2 separate regions of the Mus musculus genome follow, and region 1 is linked to region 2. The links are chromatin contacts, called in public ChIA-PET maps. All regions are on one chromosome and are shown on one strand. Each heading gives the region's core, a stretch centred on a gene start, on an enhancer-like site or on the middle of the called end of the contact. The rest is flanking DNA. Distances are from core to core; before and after follow the strand shown.

Region 1 (4,329 bases), core at 1,539-4,038, 71 kb before region 2:
TATACACATAAACAAAACCAGAAATAAATAGTTAAAAAAAAACCATCAGATTATCATCACCTCCAATCTACCCATAAGAACCATTGTTAACACTAACCTTCACCAACCAACAGCAACCCTCACTGTTGCAACCACAACAGTACCAATCTAACAAGGAATAGCCAGTGACCTGGCCACAGTGCCAAGAAGGACTGACCTGAACCCGTCTCCACCACTGAACCTAGTAATGCCTGAGCCTCAGTGGCACCAGCAGCTACTGTGTACTTAGCATGCATGTTCCATAAAAGACTCTTTCAACAGCATCCTGGCATTCAAGGCCCCCCCACCCCCAGGAAGCTCTGAGCATCCCCAGAGACTGCTATGGTTCTCAAAGACCGCACCTACCTTTTGCTTTCTCTTCTACTCTCTTTTACCTCCTTTACCTTCCCTCCCACCTTGCCTGTGTGTCTGTCTTTTGTCACGAAGTCTGCACTCAAATTCGCTATGTAGCAGAGGATGACCTTGAACTATTGATTCTGCCATCTGCAATTTCAGAATTCTGGGCTGACAAACCTAGTTTATGCAGTGCTGGGGATGGAACCCAGGCTTCCTGAATGCTAGGAAACACTCCATCAGCTGAGCTCCAGCTTGCTCCTATTTTGGTTTTATGGAGACAAGGTCTTGCTAGGTAGTTCATGCTGGCCTCCAACTCATGATTCTCAGTGTTTAGCATTGTTCACTTGATGTATTTCTCCCCTCTCACATCTGTCTGCTGAGCAGCCTGTTGACTAAGCATTTCAGTGTTGGCAGCCTAGGAGGGGTTTTCCTTCCTTTCAAGTAGCAAATCTCTTCCTGTTTTTCTCTTTCTCGTTCGCTTTCTTCCTTTCTTCCTCCCTCCCTCTTTCTTTCTTTCTTTCTTTCTTTCTTTCTTTCTTTCTTTCTTTCTTTCTTTCTTTCTTTCTTTCTTTCTTTCTCTTTCTTTTTCTTTCTTTCTTTCTTTCTTTCTTTCTTTCTTTCTTTCTTTCTTTCTTTCTCTTTCTTCCTCTTTTTCTTTCCTCCTCCTTTTCTTTCCTCCTCCTCCTCCTCCTCCTCCTCCTCCTTCTCCTCCTCCTCCTCCTCCTTTTAAAAGAAAGGGCTTCATGTAGCACAGGCTGGCCTTAAATTTGCTCTAGTCATGGAGGACTTTGAACTTCTGCATCCACTTCCCAAGTTCTGGGACAACAGGTGTACAGTACCATGCCCAGTTTATGTGATGCTCAGAATGGAACCTAAGGCTATGTGTATGACAGTAAGCATTCTACCCAGAGCCCAGACTCAGCCCCAGCTCTCACTGGCTTTCTAAAAAAATGGTCTCTTTCACCTCACCTCCCTGCCTCCACTCCAGTCCTGTTTGCTATAACCTCCAAGAACCCCAACAACTATTCTTTTCCTAAGAACATGCCCTTGTTCTCATTGACAGAATGACAAAAATTGAAAGCTGAAGTGAACTGTGGGTTTGTGGAGCCATGGGGTGATTTGTGTAATCACTACTGGCTTTTATTGTATGTGCCATGATGCTGCTAAGTCTAGACCCATGCATGGTGCTGATCATTCTCCAGCCTTCTCATCATCAACAGACTTCAACTTGAACTTGTAGTGACATCTCTGTCTGCAGCGTCTCCACTGCCATCCTTGGGTAGTAGGGAGAACGGTCTCTCCTTTGTATACCTTTCCTCTATCCTTTCTCCACCTAGTCCTCCATCTCCTCCTCTTTTTTTCTTCCTTCCTTCCTTCCTTCCTTCCTTCCTTCCTTCCTTCCTTCCTTCCTTCCTTTCTTTCTTTCATTAGGTATTTTCTTTATTTACATTTCAAATGTTATCCCCTTTCTTGGTTTCCCCTATGAAAACCCCCATCCCCTCCCTCTCCTCTTCTTTCTATTCCTTATCTCCATTCCTATTTTTCCTTTTCTTCTCCTAGCTCTCTCTTCCCCCTCCTTTTCATCCTTTGCTATCTTCTGCCGCACACCCACATCTCCAACTCCTCCTTAGTAAAATTAACTGGTCCTGGAAGTTAAATGAGGATGATGATGACTTATTTTCAGTGCTAGAGATGATACCCAGGATCTTGAGCACACTAGCCAAGCACCCGCACTGAGCTATCATCTGCCCCTGTGATTGTTATAGTCAAACCACCTAGGATCACTTGCACTGTTATCCCACCCCATGAGAGTGGCCAAACCTACAGATCCCTCTGATGAATGTTCCCAAGAAAAGCCCTACACCCCTCAAACACTCCTTTCTCCAGACCAACTTCTAAATAAGAGTTCTAGAAACAGAGGCTAAGAGAGGGAAGAGCTTGTTTCAAACTGCAGGGGAAGACTAGTTCTGAGATGAGTTGATAACCTAGTTCTCTAAGCCCCTGAAAAGGGACATGTTCTCTTCCTGACGACTGTGTAATTCCTTCAGGGACACTTTCTTTCCTATTTATGTTGCAGTATTGGTCCTCATACCCAGCCTGGCAGATGCAGATTGGAGCTTGATTCTTGGTGAGGGACATGGGGTGCTCTGTGCTGTCCTATGGAACTCTGTCTCTGAAGGCTCTGTGGTTCTCATAACCATTGCCCCAAGTTTTGAGGGTGCTACCAGGTTACCACTCCCAGATCCCACCTTGAACAACTTACCATGGTGAGGGATGGTATGTAGGCTCCTGTGGGTAATGACAGGGGTGCAGGCTCAGAGGGTTCTAGGGGGTGGCTCTGGCATGGCTCTCCTCCTTCACAGGCTCTTGGCCCTAGTTCCTCTTGTAACAGCCCCTCTTTTACTTCCTTTGCGGGAGGGCTCATGACCACAGGGGAGGGAAGCTGAGGGCGGGGACAGTGCTCTGAGCTCTAGCAGCAATGACAGGGCTGAGGGAACCGTTTGGAGCTTACCCTGAAGGGATAGGTCAAAGTTGGCGGGCAGTCACTGCCAGACTAGAGAAAGTCCTTTATCCATCATCTACCTCAAGAAAAGAGTTACAGCAAAAAGCACCCAAATCAGCTGACTGCAGGACTGGCCGCTTAGTTCTCTTCAGAATCAGGGGAAGGAAGTACCATTTCAGATGTGTGTCTGCTCAGAGTTCCCATGGAAACCCTTTATGGTCCTCCCTGTAGACTGTTCCTCCAAAGCCAGGTCTGTTAGTAAGGGAAGTTTAACTGGAGTAGAAGACACCACAAGACTTATTTCCCTTTAATGTCTGTATTTCTCTTTGTGTGCGTTTCTATATGGGTGCATATGAATGTGTGGAGGGAGGTCAGAAGACAACCTTAGGTGAGTGCCAGTTCTCACCCTTCTCCTTGAAATAGGCATCACTGTTGTTTTCCTACTGTGGAAATCAGGCTAGTCTGCAAGCTTCCTGGATTCTCTTGTCTCCACCTCCTATCTCCATGTCTCAGATATTTGTTACCTTTATCTGGCTTTATGTGGGGTCTGGGGATTCAAACTCATGCCCTGATGCTTGTTGTGAAAAGTGAGCTATTGGCCTTGAGAGAGAGAGAGAGAGAGAGAGAGAGAGAGAGAGAGAGAGAGAGAGAGAGAGAAAGAGAAAGAGAGAGACACAGAGAGAAACAGAGACAGAGACAGAGAGACAGAGACAGAGACCGAGACCTTTGGAACCCAGGAGGCACTGGATCTCTGGGAGTTTACATCTGTTAACCACCTGATATGGGTGCTTGGAATTGAACTGTGGTCCTCTGAAATTACAGGAAGTAATCTTCTATCCAGTTGAGCCTTCTATCCAGCAAGCACCTCCCACTGTCACTCCACCCCAAATCTGGATATTGTTGTGGTTTTTGTTTTTGAGATAGGGTTTCCACTGTATAATTTTGACTTGTCTGGAGTTTGTAAGTAGCAAATTTGGTCTCAAACTCAGAGATCCTCCTGCCTCTGGATTGTGGGGCCCAAAGATGTACACACCATTCCTGGCCCAATCTGGGTTTTCACACTTACAGCCTTGCTGTTTTCCTGACTTGGCTCTATCAGCAGCAGCCAGCACATGTAGGGCCTACCATACGTTAGCTCAGTACTTGGTCTTTGGAAGACCAGATCACAAATGAGTCTTCTGTTGACATGGAGGAAATGACAGTTCCTAGAAGTTGTCACCTCCTCATGTTACCCACTGGGGAGGTGGCTAAGACCAAACCAGACTGGTGAGAGCCTAACAGGGACCTGTGTTCTAATCCATCTTTGGTCCATGCCACAGAGACTGGGAATGTCTCTGTGTCCTGTGCTCTCTTTCCATAGGTGAGAAGTCTATATTCTTCTCCAATATCCAGGGCCAATAGCACAACTCCACATGTGGAAGGGTGGGAGAGGATCATATTTAGTTGAGAGT
Region 2 (4,205 bases), core at 1,343-3,842:
TCCCCACTTCCCACCCAGGCTATCAATGGGAGCAGGGAAAGAGATATTCTTATGCTGAGCATCATTTTGAAGATAGGCAAGGAAGGAAGCTGTAAGGGCTGGAGGCTGTACTAATGCAGAGAAGTCTCTGGCTCCTGATCTTAGTTCATAGTAGAGAAACTGAGGCTCCAGGACTCTATGGGCACTGAATCCTGACCTACAATGTGGCCACTTATCTAACCCCATAGGCAGCCCAGGTGAGATGCGTTCTGACCTTGATAGTACGCTGGGGAAATTGCTTCCAAATCCAGCCTAACTAGGTGTAAGGGAGTTTCAGGTGACCATGTTCCAAACCCAGCTTCAATCAACTGTGTGACCCTGGTCAAATGAATCACTGGGCCACTCTTTCTTCTTTGATCAAAAAGAAGTTTAAAGGTATGTCCTAGGAATGCTGTGAGAACCAAATAATATTTTTTATTCACTCACTCACCCACTCATTCATTCAATACAGGCACCTACTGTGTGCCAGGTACATTTAAGGCACAGGGTAATCAGTCCTTAGAATCTAGAATTCTGATAGTGGAAATCTATGTAATTCATGTACACTGTCACAACAAGACTTGAACCTCTGTTTAAGGTGCATAGTATTTGTGTGTGTGTGCGCGCACACACACACACACATACACACACATATGCAACACTTTTTTTCTTTTCTTTTCTTTTCTTTTCTTTTTTTTTTGTTTTTGTTTTTGTTTTTGTTTTTTTTTTGAGACAGGGTTTTTCTGTATAGCCCTGGCTGTCCTCGAACTCAGAAATCCATCTGCCTCTGCCTTCCGAGTGCTGGGATTAAAGGCGTGTGCCACCACGCCCGGCACAACACTTTCTTTTAATTAGTATATATTCATTGTATAAAGTAATGTGTTTTAAAACTCACATGTGGTGGTACATGCCTAGTAATACAAACATTCAGAAGGTAGAGACACTAGGATCAGGAATTCAAAATCGTCCTCAGATGCACAGTGAGTTTTAGGCTAGCCTGGGCTACCTGTGTCAAAAAGCAAAACAAAACAAAAAGCTAGTGAGACGGCTCAGTGGTAAAGATGCTTGCAAAGCTCAAGCCTGATGCAATTTAAGTTTTATCCTCAAAACTCACCTGCAGGTGAAAGGACAGAACTGACCCCACAAAATCGTCCTTTGACCTCTACGTGCATTCATATACCTCCTCCAGCTCCCCCACATATAATAAGAAATTTGACGCAAGCTCAAAAGGAAACAAATCAATGGGTTTCATTGTGATATTTACATGCCAATAATCCTGGGATATATATCCCATTGTCCTCAACCCTCAAAGTTCCCCCTTCTACTTTTATGCCATGTATATGTCTAAATCCAGAGTCCATGTGTGAGGGGAGGCATGCTGAATAGGTGTTTCTCTTTCTGAGTCTTGCTTAGTTTTCTCTTTCTGTGCTTCTTTGTGTGGGATGTATAGTGAATGCATGGAGGCTGGGGGATGGCCTTGGGTGTCCTTCTCTGTCACTCTCTGCATTATTCATTCAACAGGGTCTCTTGCTGAATCTGGAGCATGTACAAGGTTAGCCCTAACCATTAACTCTTGTCCTGGTGCTTGCTCACCAAGCACACTTGCCCACTAAGCCATCTCTCTGCTTCTGCCTATTTTGCTTAGCTTGACAATCTCTAGTTGAACTATTTCCTATAAGTGACTCTATTTTTTTCTTTTCTATAAATTAATAAATGCATTTATTGCTGGCTATGGTGATGCAGACCTTTAATCTCATTAGTCCGGAGACAGAGACAGGTTGATCTCTGTGAGTTCAAGGCCAGCCTGTTCTATATAGCCAGTTTTAGGCTAGCCAGAATCAGATATTGTCTCAAAAAAATGAAACACTCCCCCACCAATGAAACAAGACAAAACAAAAATGGAAATATCCTAGCATTAGGAGGCAGGAAGACTTTAGTCTGATTCCCCAGTAAAACGTTTGTACCTATAACCCCTGTGTGGTGAGGTGGAGGCAGGAGGATTGCTTGGGCTTGTTGTTCACCTACAAAGCAGAAAAATGATGTGTTCTGTGATCTGTGATGTGATAGACTCTGTCTCAAGAGAATCAGATGGGAAGCGATAGAGAAGGGCACAGGCATGCACCTGAACAAATATGTATACATACATAATACAATGCACGCACATGTGCATGCGCACGCGTGTGCGCGCACATACACACACACTCTCTCTCTCACACACTTTAAAAGCAAAAGAAAAATAAGCTACAAAACCAAGACTAAGGGAGATAGCTGGGTACTAACCAGAGTGCTTGCCTGGAATGCGAGAGTTCTGGTTTAAATCTCAGCACTGCGATAAATAAGGAACTGAGTATTACTTTGGTGGTAGGCTGAGCACTGCCTGGCTTCAGGATAACTCTTGCACCAATTCTGTGCCCACTTAATAGGTACAGTAATGGAGGCTCTATCCAGAAAAGGCTCGTGTTCAAGTGTGCCACTGACAAGGCAGGGATTGGAACGTTAAATCTTGCCCACCCCCACTTCCTGCCCACCAGCCTGTTCCTGGCACCTACGACTCCAGCTGGGCTTGTGGGTTGGGCATAGGCGGTACCAACTTCCGGCCTCTGGGTTGTAGTGGTGGGGTGAGGGCAGGGAGGGAGGAGAGGAGGAGGTGGGTCGTTCCAGGTCTCACAGTGCTTTGCATTTTCCTCTAGAAATCTAAGTTCCCACCAAGGCCTCTCAGTTTTAGAGATTGGGTTTTGATGAGGGCTTCTGTGAAGCCTGGGGCTCACTCATTGTGAGAGTGTAGGGCCCTGAGCTTCTATCAAGGCTCACTGAACCTTGTGAGAGTGCAATGTCTCGGGGCTCTGAGGCTTTTCCAGGGAATGGGCTGGGCTGTTCACCGCCGTGAGAACAACCTTGTGGCTCCCCTATCTTCAGCCACCCTTCTGAATCAGAAAAGATCCACATAGGTCAGTGAAGGGATGCCTTTTTCAACCCCGTTTCCATGAATCTGACGGGGAGTCATGCTAGACACCAACCCTCCTGGTACCCTTGCTGTGAAGGCAGCTATTGATCTCTTAAAATCGTTAACCTCTGTTGGCTTTAGTGAGTTGTGCTGGGAGAATCTTCCAGACCCTGAAAGCAATGTTCACCTGCATCGAAACCCACCCAACAATCACACAGAGACCTCTCTTCTCTAAATATTTCATGCCTCCGGTATTTATTCTAGTGTCTATGCCGTAGATCTGTGGAGATGGAGGACAGACTCAGGGTGAGGCTGAGGTGACAGCTAAAGTAGACTACTCCCTTGGAGTCCAGAATAGGTACTCGGGTACCATCCATAGAAGGAGATATTTAAGCTGAGATTAAATAAAAACATTTAAATTATTGATTATTTTGTGTATGCATGTATGCATACTTATGTATGTATATGGAAGATTTATTTGAGTATGTACTTGTACACGTGGAGGTCGATATCAAGAGTTTTTCCTCCCTCCTTCCAGTATATTTTCTATATAAAAACTACATTTATTTATTTATTATTGTGGTGTGTGTATGTATGGTGTTATGCAAATGTCATGGCAAGTGTGCAACAATGCTTGTGTGGAGATCAGAGGAGAATTTGTGGGTCTCAGGGTTTCAGGCTTGATAACAAATGCCTTTACCTGCTAAACCATCTTGCCAGCTCTCCATATTGTTTTTGAGGTAAGGTCTCTCAAACTCTGACCTAGAGTTCTGACAAGTTGGCTATACTGGCTGCCCAGAGGGCACCAGGGGTCCTTAAGAGTCCATCTCCCATGCTGAGGCTATGGACACATACTACCAAGCTGGGATCCCCCAGGGCTGAGGCTATGGACACACAGTACCAAGCTGGGGTTTTAAGTAGGTGCTGGGGATAGGAGTTATCTCCCCAGCCTCCTTTCATATTTCTTGACTGCTTTGCCAGGAAGTGATCTATATCGCCACCCTCGAAGTCCCCCAAGTGCCCATCTCACCGCATCCTTGATAGCACTGAGTTTTATCGATTTTCTAAATCTTTGCTAATTTCAGTGGGAAACTTTGTTATCTCATGGTGCCAACGAATATTTCTTTTGTTTGTGACAAGGGTGAACCAGCTTCCTACATGATTGTTTCTCTCTCTCTCTCTCTCTCTCTCTCTCTCTCTCTCTCTCTCTCTCTCTCTCTCTCTCCCCTTCCCTCCCTCCCCT

Evidence for each region. ChIA-PET counts read pairs in DNA pulled down with a chosen protein or histone mark.
Region 1: a contact with region 2 is called in an RNA polymerase II ChIA-PET map of effector CD8 T cells, with 81 read pairs. The contact joins the promoter of Myo1f here to the enhancer-like site in region 2. A contact is called at or near these places in 3 of 39 promoter capture datasets (hippocampal neurons, macrophages and maxillary cranial neural crest), 1 of 15 datasets of contacts at CTCF or cohesin (CD8 T cells), 4 of 115 datasets of contacts at active chromatin or transcription factors (CD8 T cells, effector CD8 T cells, embryonic stem cells and 1 more) and 4 of 9 other capture datasets (adipose tissue, embryonic stem cells, liver and 1 more).

Annotation. Positions count from the first base shown.
Region 1 is chr17:33,554,166-33,558,494 of GRCm38.p6, reverse strand. Myo1f (myosin IF) reads right to left here and starts at 2,788. Exons shown (of 28, transcript NM_053214.2): 1 at 2,639-2,788. The coding sequence starts at 2,641.
Region 2 is chr17:33,482,613-33,486,817 of GRCm38.p6, reverse strand. No RefSeq gene overlaps it. Among named protein-coding and RNA genes, the nearest start is that of Adamts10, 39 kb to the left of the region's middle. Within about 2 kb of position 2,592, at least 44 of the 459 cell types and tissues checked have an H3K27ac peak or open chromatin away from gene starts, as enhancers often do. A contact at or near this core is called in CD8 T cells, effector CD8 T cells and memory CD8 T cells, where this site is marked.